3 separate regions of the Oryctolagus cuniculus genome follow, and regions 1 and 3 are each linked to region 2. Evidence: chromatin contacts called from public Micro-C data. All regions are on one chromosome and are shown on one strand. Each heading gives the region's core, a stretch centred on a gene start, on an enhancer-like site or on the middle of the called end of the contact. The rest is flanking DNA. Distances are from core to core; before and after follow the strand shown.

The links. A called contact is a pair of places that touch in the nucleus more often than the background predicts.
Region 1: a Micro-C map of ear pinna shows a contact between it and region 2, with 10 times the contacts expected there. The contact joins the enhancer-like site here to the promoter of TSPAN18 in region 2. A contact is called at or near these places in 2 of 6 Hi-C or Micro-C datasets (ear pinna and psoas muscle).
Region 3: a contact with region 2 is called in a Micro-C map of ear pinna, with 1.8 times the contacts expected there. The contact joins the promoter of CD82 here to the promoter of TSPAN18 in region 2. A contact is called at or near these places in 2 of 6 Hi-C or Micro-C datasets (ear pinna and an unstated tissue).

What each region holds. Positions count from the first base shown.
Region 1 is chr1:20,856,208-20,859,492 of mOryCun1.1, forward strand. All of the region lies in intron 3 of TSPAN18 (tetraspanin 18), which reads right to left. Among named protein-coding and RNA genes, the nearest start is that of TP53I11, 44 kb to the left of the region's middle. Within about 2 kb of position 1,769, at least 2 of the 8 cell types and tissues checked have an H3K27ac peak or open chromatin away from gene starts, as enhancers often do.
Region 2 is chr1:20,994,922-20,998,021 of mOryCun1.1, forward strand. TSPAN18 (tetraspanin 18) reads right to left here and starts at 1,409. Exons shown (of 12, transcript XM_051852548.2): 1 at 1,391-1,409.
Region 3 is chr1:21,133,054-21,136,076 of mOryCun1.1, forward strand. It overlaps CD82 (CD82 molecule), which reads right to left and starts at 1,342. Exons shown (of 10, transcript XM_070071327.1): 1 at 1,176-1,342.

The DNA.
Region 1 (3,285 bases), core at 519-3,018, 140 kb before region 2:
ACAGCAGGGCTGGGAGGGGGCGGAGGTCGCACGGCGCCTCGGGGCTCCCACAGCAGGCTCCCGCCTGGGCCAGACAGCTTTATTAATCTCGCCCCTCCTGCTGCCCCAGATGGCGGCTCAGCCCCATCTGCGGGGCGTGGGCCCGGGAGGGGCTCTCTGATTAAGCAGCACAGCTCTGTTCATAAATCACTCCCCTGCCTTTCTCTGTCCCCAGCCCCTGGGCATGCTTTCTGGAGGGACGGACAAGGAGGCAGGTGGCCCAAGCCGGTAGAGATGCTCCCACTGGGAGGAGGCACGGGCAGAAACCCGAGGGGTGTGTTGTACCCACTCTGGCCAGGCGAGGGCGCTAGGGGCCTGGGGCAGAGCCACACAGGATCGGGTGTTTTCTCTGCAAGCCACGTTCCCTCCATCAGGGCTCTGCCCCAGGGACCCTAGAGCCTGGCTCCTCATCTGGGGTGGGGAGTCTCCGATCGGATTTCCGGGGTCACTTGGAGGATGAGAGAAGGTGATGCAGGTGAAAGCCCTGGACACGGTGTCCAGCACAGCCAGTTCCTGCCCTGTCCCGGCTCCTGCCAGGGCCAGCCTGGGCTTGGTCCAAGGCATGGAGACCAGCGGCCGCCCTCCCCAGAGCCCTGGGACGATCAATAAGGAGAGTTAACGGCAACATCAGCCAGGGCTCCAGGCAGGCTCAGCAAGACAGGAAACACTGCTTGCCAGCTGGGGCTGGAGGGGAGCCTGGAAGAGGGCGAGGCTGTGTGCAGAGGTCACGGCGGTGGGCAGGGGGCAGGGAGGAGCGAGATCTATGGAGCTCCCTTGGCATCACCCGCGCTGGGCTGGAGGCGGTCACCTACGATGATGATCTCACTTCCTCCTCCAGAAACCTTGGGGGAAGGGAGGGTTCCCTTTTACAGATGGGGACCCTGGCACCCACAGCGGGCTCGGGCACAGCGGGGCGGGGGATACCATTTAACAGGCTCCCGAGGGTCGGGGCCTGGGAGGGGGGTGATGGGGCCCCAGGGAAAGCTTGCTGGGAGCGCAGTTGGATCCGAAGTGTCCGGGATCCAGTCGCCCAGACCCGCTGAGTGGGGACAGAGAAGGCGCCTGAAGCGGCCTCATCGCTAGTCTGTGAGCTGAGCCAGGCTGGGCGCTCCGTGCCCGCTGCTGACCTGTCCTCTGCCCACCCCGAAGCCCGTCCTTCCCACCAGAATGGCCACAGAAAAGGAAGCTCCTTAGTGAGGCCTGTGTCCACCACCTCACGTCACATGGCGGAAGCTCTGGCTCAGAGAGGGACAGAGCGCAGCCCCGAGTCACACAGCGTGGCCAGAACCAGGAGGGACTGAGCATAAACCCGCTGGCTGGCTGCCCTTCCCGCCAAAGCAGGCAGCTTCCTGGACGGCTAAGGCTGCAGCCCTCTGAGAGGCCCTGAGGTACAGGACCTCGCTGGGCCCGCCCACGCGGGAGGCAGGCGCTCCTGTTCACAGGTGAGCCTCCCTGGCCCCCAGGACCCGCGGCAGGTCCATGGAGCTGGTGCAAGGAAACCAGACTCCGTGCTGTGCCCTGGTCTCCCTCCAGGGTGTGGCCCCAGGGACTTGACGCCCACCCAGCCTCAGTGACCATAACACAATCCACGCCTCCCATCCGCCCTACGCCGGGCACCAGGGCTGGGCCTCATCCACAGAGGGCGCTGGGCCCAGACACGGGTCAGGGGCTCTGTTCCCCTGCCTTGGGCACCTAACCCAGTGGGGACGTCACTGGCCTTTGCAGAGTCTCTGGGGACCCTCGTGCGGAGACCTCGACTTGGCCACTGTGAGCAGCTGAAGGCAGGGGTGCAGAGAGGGGTCACGGTGTGTGTGGGCAGCAGGCTGGGCCTCAGAGCCCACGTCCAGCGGGGGGCTGTGTGTGGGGGCTGCTGAAGCAGGTGAGAGTCCAGGAGGGCGGAGCTAGGGCACCCCTCCCCCAGGAAGCCCCTCCCCCAGGACGCCTCTCCCCTCACCCCCACCCCAGGCAGGCAATGCGGGGCAAGGCAGGTGTGAGGAGGAGGGAGGGGGCAGGCTCCCCCAGTACTCATTGGCCCCAGGACCCAGAGAGGCCAGGCTGCGGCAGGAAGCCCCAGTCAGGGCATGGGGGAGCCCCCGGGATGGGACAAAAGGCTGCCTGGGCCCGGGTTGACCCTGGGGAAGTGGCTGCCTGCAGAGGGTGCAGCAGCCTGGCTGCCTGCTCAGGATCCAGACGGCGCTCACCGCGCGGCCTCCCTGGCCGCCAAACACCAAGTCTCCTCCTGATCGCATCACTCGTGGGGCCAGGCACCCCGCCCCCCACCGCCGCCCCGAGCCGTCTCCTGCATGCCCCGCTGAGTGAGCGCCGGCCCAGGCAGGCAGACAGGAGGGGTGACCCCTGACCTTACTCCTGGGAGCTGGACTTGCGTCTGTGGGCTTGGCCAGCGGCTGCCTCTGAAGCTCCTCTGACAGCAGCCCTCCCCGGCTGCCCCAGGTGCTGCTGTGTCCCCAGGTCCCCAGAGACACCCCCCCCCCAACTTGGGCTCACTGCCACTGGGGTCTCGCCAAGCCTCACAGTGCCCCCTGCTCTCCCTGCACAAGCTGGCACTGCCAATAACACCTGTGCCTCATCGGTACCCAGTCTTTCTGGTTTTTTCAAATTTTATTGGAAAGGTGGAGAGATTCAGAGAGAGAGAGAGAGAGACAGACAGACAGAGACCCTATCCACTGGTTCACTCCCCGGATGCCTGCAACAGCTGGGACTGGGCCGGGCTGAAGCCAGGAGCTGGTAACTCCATCCGGTTTCCTACTTGGGACCCAAGTACGTGAGCCATCCCCAGCCACCTCCCAGGGTGTGCGTCCACAGGAAGCTGGAAGCCCAAGTGGAGGCAGGACTCGAACCCAGGCCCTCTGATGTGGGGCGAGGGCATCCAAGCCGCATCTTCCCCATGGCACCACACACCTATTCTGCTTCTCCTGGCTGCCTCCCAGCAGATGCTGTGAGACCTCATGCTACCCAGAGTCTGTTTAGCCTGCACTTACTATGCACCTGGCCTTGAACTAAGAGCAAACAGATCCGCAGGAGACTCCTGCAAGGGGATTTCTCAACACTGAACTGTGACTGAGCTGGGCTCCGAGATGGCGAGCTATCTGCCTTGGGTCTCTCAGCCGGTTGCAGGAGACACCCAGTGCGTCTCCCACCTCTTGCCACCACTCGAGCACGTAGGGGGCCTCTGGATCCCATTTTGATGCTTAAAATACAACACACGGGATTAAAAGGGCGGTCAAC
Region 2 (3,100 bases), core at 159-2,658:
CAGTCAGCTCTCCCGGCGGACGCCCCCCAAATCCGCCCCGGCCCTAGCTCCGGAGCCACCCAGCACCACCACCGAGGCTCCACGTCCCCAAACCGCACACACCTTGCAGCGCATAAGCGGCGCGCGGGAAGAAAGCGTGGCTCCCCCAGCTCGGCTCGCCCCGCCCCACCCCGCTGCCAGGGACCCCGGAGGCAGCAGCGTGCGCTCCCCGGACCCTATCCCCGCTCCGGGTCCCCAGGCCCCACCCGTGCTCCTGCAGGGTGGCGGGGCGCGCAGCCCCTCCCTCGGGCACAGCGCCCGACCTGGAGACCACACCTGCCACCCCACACAGTTTTCTGGGCGCCTCCACTGGCCCCGCACGGCGCTCAGCGCCCACCCGCGTTGCACCTGTCTGGGCTAAGGCCCCCGCCCGCGGGCGACTCGGGGCACGGGTGGAGCGAGAGCGTCTCCCCTGCCCCACTCCCCCACGCTAGTTTGAGTGGAACTTGGATCCCTGGGACCCCCCCCCCCATACCCCCACGGCCCCACCGGCTCCAGCGCTTTCCCCGGGGAGCGCGCGCGGGGTCTTCAGGTCCCCGGGGGCGCCACGGCGGAGCGCACGGCGGGCCCGGAGGTGCGCAGCCCCCTACCTTCCAGCGGCGGCGGCGGCGGCGGGACCCCGCGCCAACTCCTGCGGGCGGCCGCGGGGGAAACTTTCCCGGGGCGGGCGGAGCGGCGCGTCCGCAACTTGCTCGGCTCGGGCTGCCTTCCCGGCGGCGGCGACGCGGCCGGGGATCCCGCGGCACAGGCGGCCCAGCTCGCTCGGGGCTCGGGGCTCGGGGCTCGGGGCTCGGGGCTCGGGGCTCGGGCCCGGGCTGGGGCCAGGGCTCGCGCGGCCTCGTGCGGCTCCGCGCTGGATCGCTCGGCGCTGCGTCCGCCCCGCAGCCTGGAGCCGCCGCGACGCCGGCGGCAGCTGGAGCCGCCCGCCCGCCCGCCGGCCCCACCTCCCCGCCGCTCCGTCCCTCCCTCCCCTCGCTCCCTCCCCTCCCCAAACCTCCGCCCCTCCGGGCTCCAGCAGCCGCCGCTGCCGCCGCCGCCGCCGCTGCCGTGGCGTCTCCTCCGCGGGCTGCCCCTCGCCTCCTGCCTGCCGCCGGCTCCGCCTTCGCCCCGCGCCCAGGCCTCGCTCGGGGTGGGGGAGGAGGAGTCCCCCGAGACCACCCTCTGCCCCTCCACACCCGACCACCTCCCCACTCTTCTCCTGGCCCTTGCTTCGCCTGGAGTCGGAAGATCGGCTGGGCGAGGGCGGAGAGCGGCTTGCTGGCCCCCGAGTGGGATCTGGAAGAGCCGGCACGGCAGAGCGGGGGCGGGGGCCTGCGACCCCTGGCTGGGCTGCCCGCGGCGCTGCAAGTACCTCCGCGGACAGTCGGAGCTCCTGCAGGCAGGGACTGACCCCAGACCAGCGACGACGCCTTCATTCCGAGGGCCCGGGCTGTGTCTCCCACCGCTGCGTCTTGGGGGGTGTGGGGGCTGTCTTGTCTTCTTTGTGTTACTGCCGCGGCCACACCCCCTCCCCAGCCCGAGACACTGGGCTTCCCGGGGACATTTCACTTCTGGGAAGTAGTGGCCCAGCCCTAACCCAGACAAAACAGCGAGTCAGAACAGACCGCCCCCAGGGATTGCGCCTGGCGACCCCCGCGGAAGAGAGGGGGCTCAGGGTGCCCGCTCCTCTTCCCTCGGCAACTCCGAGTCCCAACGCTCAAGCCTCCGCACCCATTCCCTGTGGGCCTGAGCGCTCATAGCACACAGGGGTTCTGTGGGCAGCCCCTTGGGCCCGCTGATTCTCACTAGGGAGTGAGTGACTGATGCGGGCTGAAGAGGCTCCTGTCTTGGAAGTGCTGGTTAGTGATGTCAGGCCACGGAGCCGAGTTTCCAGCGGCCGGAAGTTGCTGCTTTTCCGTGCCTACATTCCAGGAAACAGATTCCTTCCTGCAAGGACTTGGGGGGATGCCTGGGTCGTCTTAGGAACCCTCACTGAGACACAGGGGACGTGGAGAGAGGCTGGGAGAGAAAGGCCTGGGTCCCCAGGTTTTCAGGGTGCCCACCGTGAGCAGCGTTTGTGTCTAGTAGCGGAATTCTTGTAAAGTAAGGACAGGGACCAGGGGGTCCACTCTCTGCGGCCGGCCGTTTGAGAGCTGATCCCGCCCACCACCGACCCCCTGCCGGAGCTCCCGGAAGGGCCCTCTGCCTAGGCCTCCGTGGATGCCAGGACCCAGCAAGCTTAAGGAGGAAAGAGCATGATCCTGGTGAGGGTGCTGGCGGCTGGAGGCTGAGGTCAGACAAAGCCAGAGGAAGGAAGGGAGGGAGGGAGGCGCTGGGGGGGGGGGGGTGTCCGGAGGTTGTTAGCGCTGGAGGCGCGAATGGAGGCGCTGGGAACTCACAGGCCAGGCTGGGAGGCTCACTCCTGCTCAGCCCTTGGCCACCTGCCTGCCTCCACGGAGGGGGCACCAGGCAGGGCCCCCTTCTCTAAATCAACTCTTATCTTATTTAAATGAGCTTGCTCTTTTAAAAAAAAAAAAAGAGATATGTTATATCATGACCATAAATGGAAACTCAGTATCACATTACTATAAATAGCAAGTAACCATAAAAATAAATGCAATGAAAATAAAACGGTGTTATTAAATTCTAGCGATGTATCTTTAACCACAATAAAAAACATTCCAGCGAGATCCTGCTACCCTAGGAAGGCGAAGAAGGCGCTGAGACCTGGGCCCCACTCTCTGGAAGGGACGCATCAGCCAGGGCCAAAAAGGGGTGCTGAAGACTCAGCCACGGGCTTGTGGACAAGGGTGGGGAGAGAACTGCCAAAGACCCCTACACCCACCGAGGGACCCCCACACCCAAGGGAAACCCACACCCACCAAGAGATCCTACACACCCATCAAGGGACCCCCCATACCCACCAAGGCACCCCCACATCCACCAAGGGACCCCCACATCCACCAAGGGACCCCCACACCCACTGAGGGATCCCACATACACCAAGGGACCCCCACACCCACCAAGAGACCCCCACACACACCAAGGCACCCCTACATGCATCAAGAAACTCCCCACACCC
Region 3 (3,023 bases), core at 92-2,591, 140 kb after region 2:
TAGTAAACTTGTTGCTGACTGTTGAGGCTGTGGCCTCAACAACATCAGAGAAAACTCAGCGGTTCTTTTGGCCTGGAGACACACTCCCCGACCTCCCTACAGAATCACGTTGGTGGCACATGGCAGTGTCTGGCTCTCACAGGTCAGGAGGAGCCTCTAGCCCTCAAAAAGGGGGGGGGGGTGCTCTCCCTCTGCAGCCTGAAGCCAGTCAATGCAGCTCACTCACAGCAGAGGAACTGCCCCGGAGTGAGGCCTCACTAGGTGCCTGGTGCCTTGCCAAGCACTGTATGGCCTTGCTCTCTTCAGTTCTCACTCCTGCTGTCGGGTTCTGTCACTGTCCCCATTTCACAGATGAAGAATCTGGAGCTTGGAGAGGGAACTGGCATCCTAAGTCAGCTTGGTCCCAAACCCAAGCCCCCGACCACCGATCTAGGCTGCCCAGCTCCGTGGCCCAGTGCAAGGCCCCCGCCACCCCTATAGACTGAATCTTCCAGCCCAAGAAACTAACCCAGGGCATGTCGCAAGAGCCCTGGGGCTCTGGGCTTGACTCTGGCCCAAGATCTGGTGGAGTTTTCGCTTTTCTCCCCTGCTCACCTAGATAAGACCTGTTCCTTCCACTCCTCCCGGCTTGTTCACTGGGTTTCTGGCTGGAGGCTGGGGGAGCCTGGCTAGTTGAACTCTCGGTTAAGGGAGACTAGGGGAGAGCCGAAACGCTCCTGCTTTGGGCTGTGCCTCCCCAGGGCTCGCGCGTTCGAACCCTATCCGGCGAATCCGTTTGACCTTTAAAAGCACTGGCTCGGCTGAGTCCCATTTCGCAAGGAGAAGCTGCACCGGGGCAGCGCGAGCGCGCACCTGCGGCTGACCTGCAGCGCGCCCTCACCTGCCAGCTCCTGTCTCTCCAGGCTCCGGTGAGCAAGTGCGACCGGAGCGCGGAGCTCACCTGCTCCAACTTCCTCCTGCTGGAACCGGAGAGGTGCGGCGCCGGGGCCACGCAGCCGGAGCCCCCAGAGGTTCTCAGCACGCCGAGGCAAAGCTCCCTCTCACCCCCCACCCCCAGCTGCCCCGACCTGTCACTTGTTCCCGGAGAGCTGCCCGAGCCGGCTGGGGAAGTGCGGCCAAAACCAAACTTGGCTGCCGCTGCTCGTCCCGCCGGTCTCCCGCGGCCCCTTGCTCACCTGCTGGCTCTGTTTTCTCCTGCCCCGCTGCAAGCCCGGAGAACCCGCTCGCGCCCCAGTCAGCCGCCGACTGCGCAGCGCTGGGCTCGGCGACTCTGCGGTCCCCCCTCTCCCGGCAGCGGTCGGGGAACTCAACGGCCTCGCCAGGCCCCGCCCCCAGAGGCCCCGCCCCGGACACGCCCCCTCGGCGGCCTCCCTACGCGAGCCCGCCAGCCCCGCCCCCCCGGCCGGGCCCGGCTCCGCCTACCGTGGACTCTACCCGGGCCAGTCCCGCCCCGGGGCCCCGCTGGCGGGGAGGCCATGCCCCCTTCCCGCTCGGCCTCAGCCTCCTCGTCGACGCCGTCCAGGTCGCGCTGCGGCCGAGGCCCGCCCCCGGGCCCGCCTCCTCGGCCCAGTGCCCAGCACCCCTGCCGGCCCGTCCCCGAGCTCTGCCCACTCGGAGCCCCCCACCCCACGGCCCGCCCCTCCCCGGCCCCGCTCGTCCTCCCCGACCCCTCCCACCTGCCAGTCTAGCCGGCTGCGCCCGCCCGCCTCTGACCCTCGCGGGTGGGAACCGCCCCGCACACTCTCCTGGCCCGGATCTCGGCGCCTTCCCAGCCCTGTTCGGGCCCCGCGGCCCCAGCTCGGGACGGGCGGGCCTAGGCCCCCACGTTGGCATGCTAGGGCGGTGCATCCGGGTGCAACCGGGAAGCGGCGTGGGAGCGGTTCGTGTTCCAAGTCGAGGCCTCTATCAGGAGGCGGCCAGGCGCTCTCTGAGAATACTGACAGCTGCCACTGATTGACCTCTTGCCAGGGGCCGGGCCCCGTGCCAAGCGCTGGGAATGCCCACAACCTATGGGGTGCTCCTGTTGCACCCACTTTGCTGATGGGCAAGCTGAGGCTTAGAGAGGGGAAGCGCCCAGCTCTGAGTCTCTCACTGGAGGCGGTGGTGAGCGGCTTTCAGCCCCAGGCCCTGAACCACAAGTCTGACTCTGCCCCAGCCTGCCCAGACGCGTCCCTGGGGACGTAGCCCAGGGTGGCCGGCTGCTGGGGAGCCGACTGCTGCTGGGGGTGGCGGGGGAGGGGGCGCCTTGGGCCCGAGCACCTCAGTGCTGGCTTTCTGCCTTGAGACGTGGTTGGAATTAAGGTGGGCTGCATGAGGGCTCCAGTGAGCTATGGTGCCCCCCGCCCATCCACCTGCCTCCCCGCATCCCACCGTCCGCGCTGCCCCACTCCAAGGAGCCAGCCTCAGGCAGGTTCCCCAGCTAATGACCAGGCCGTCCACCTAGGCCGCTGACACAGCGTTCTCATGCCCATTATCTCACTGGCATCTCACAACAACGCCATTGTGCCGAGGTTTGCCTGGGTGGAGCAGGGAGCGGAGCTGGACCCCAGCCCAGCGCATGTTCTCAGAGCCTGGTGCTGGGACCGGCATCCGCGCGGCCTGGGAACTCCTTAGGAATGTGTTTTCGGGGGCGGGGGGGGCTGTCCCCTCTTCCCCAACCTGTGGAATAAAAACTCAGGAACAATTTGTTCCAACAAGGTCTCTGGGAGATTCAGAATCAGAGCACATGGTGGAGAAGTGGGGTGGTCCGAGACTCCCCGAGACCTGGGCGGCTCCTGGGAGCTTTGTGACCTGGGGATTTTAGGCAGGGCCCTTGACTCCCCTGGGATTCTGAGTCCCTAACATGGGAAAAGCAGCAGCAGTGGTCCTGCAGGCGGCTGTGGAAGGTGACATGTGGTGGCATTCACGGAGGCTTTGGCCCGCTGCGTGGACGCTAGCCCTGTCCACAGGTGCTCTCCCTTCAGTAAAGTCTTTTGTCTAGAATTTCCACACCAGGCCAGGGAAAAGCTGGAAGCCCAGCACGA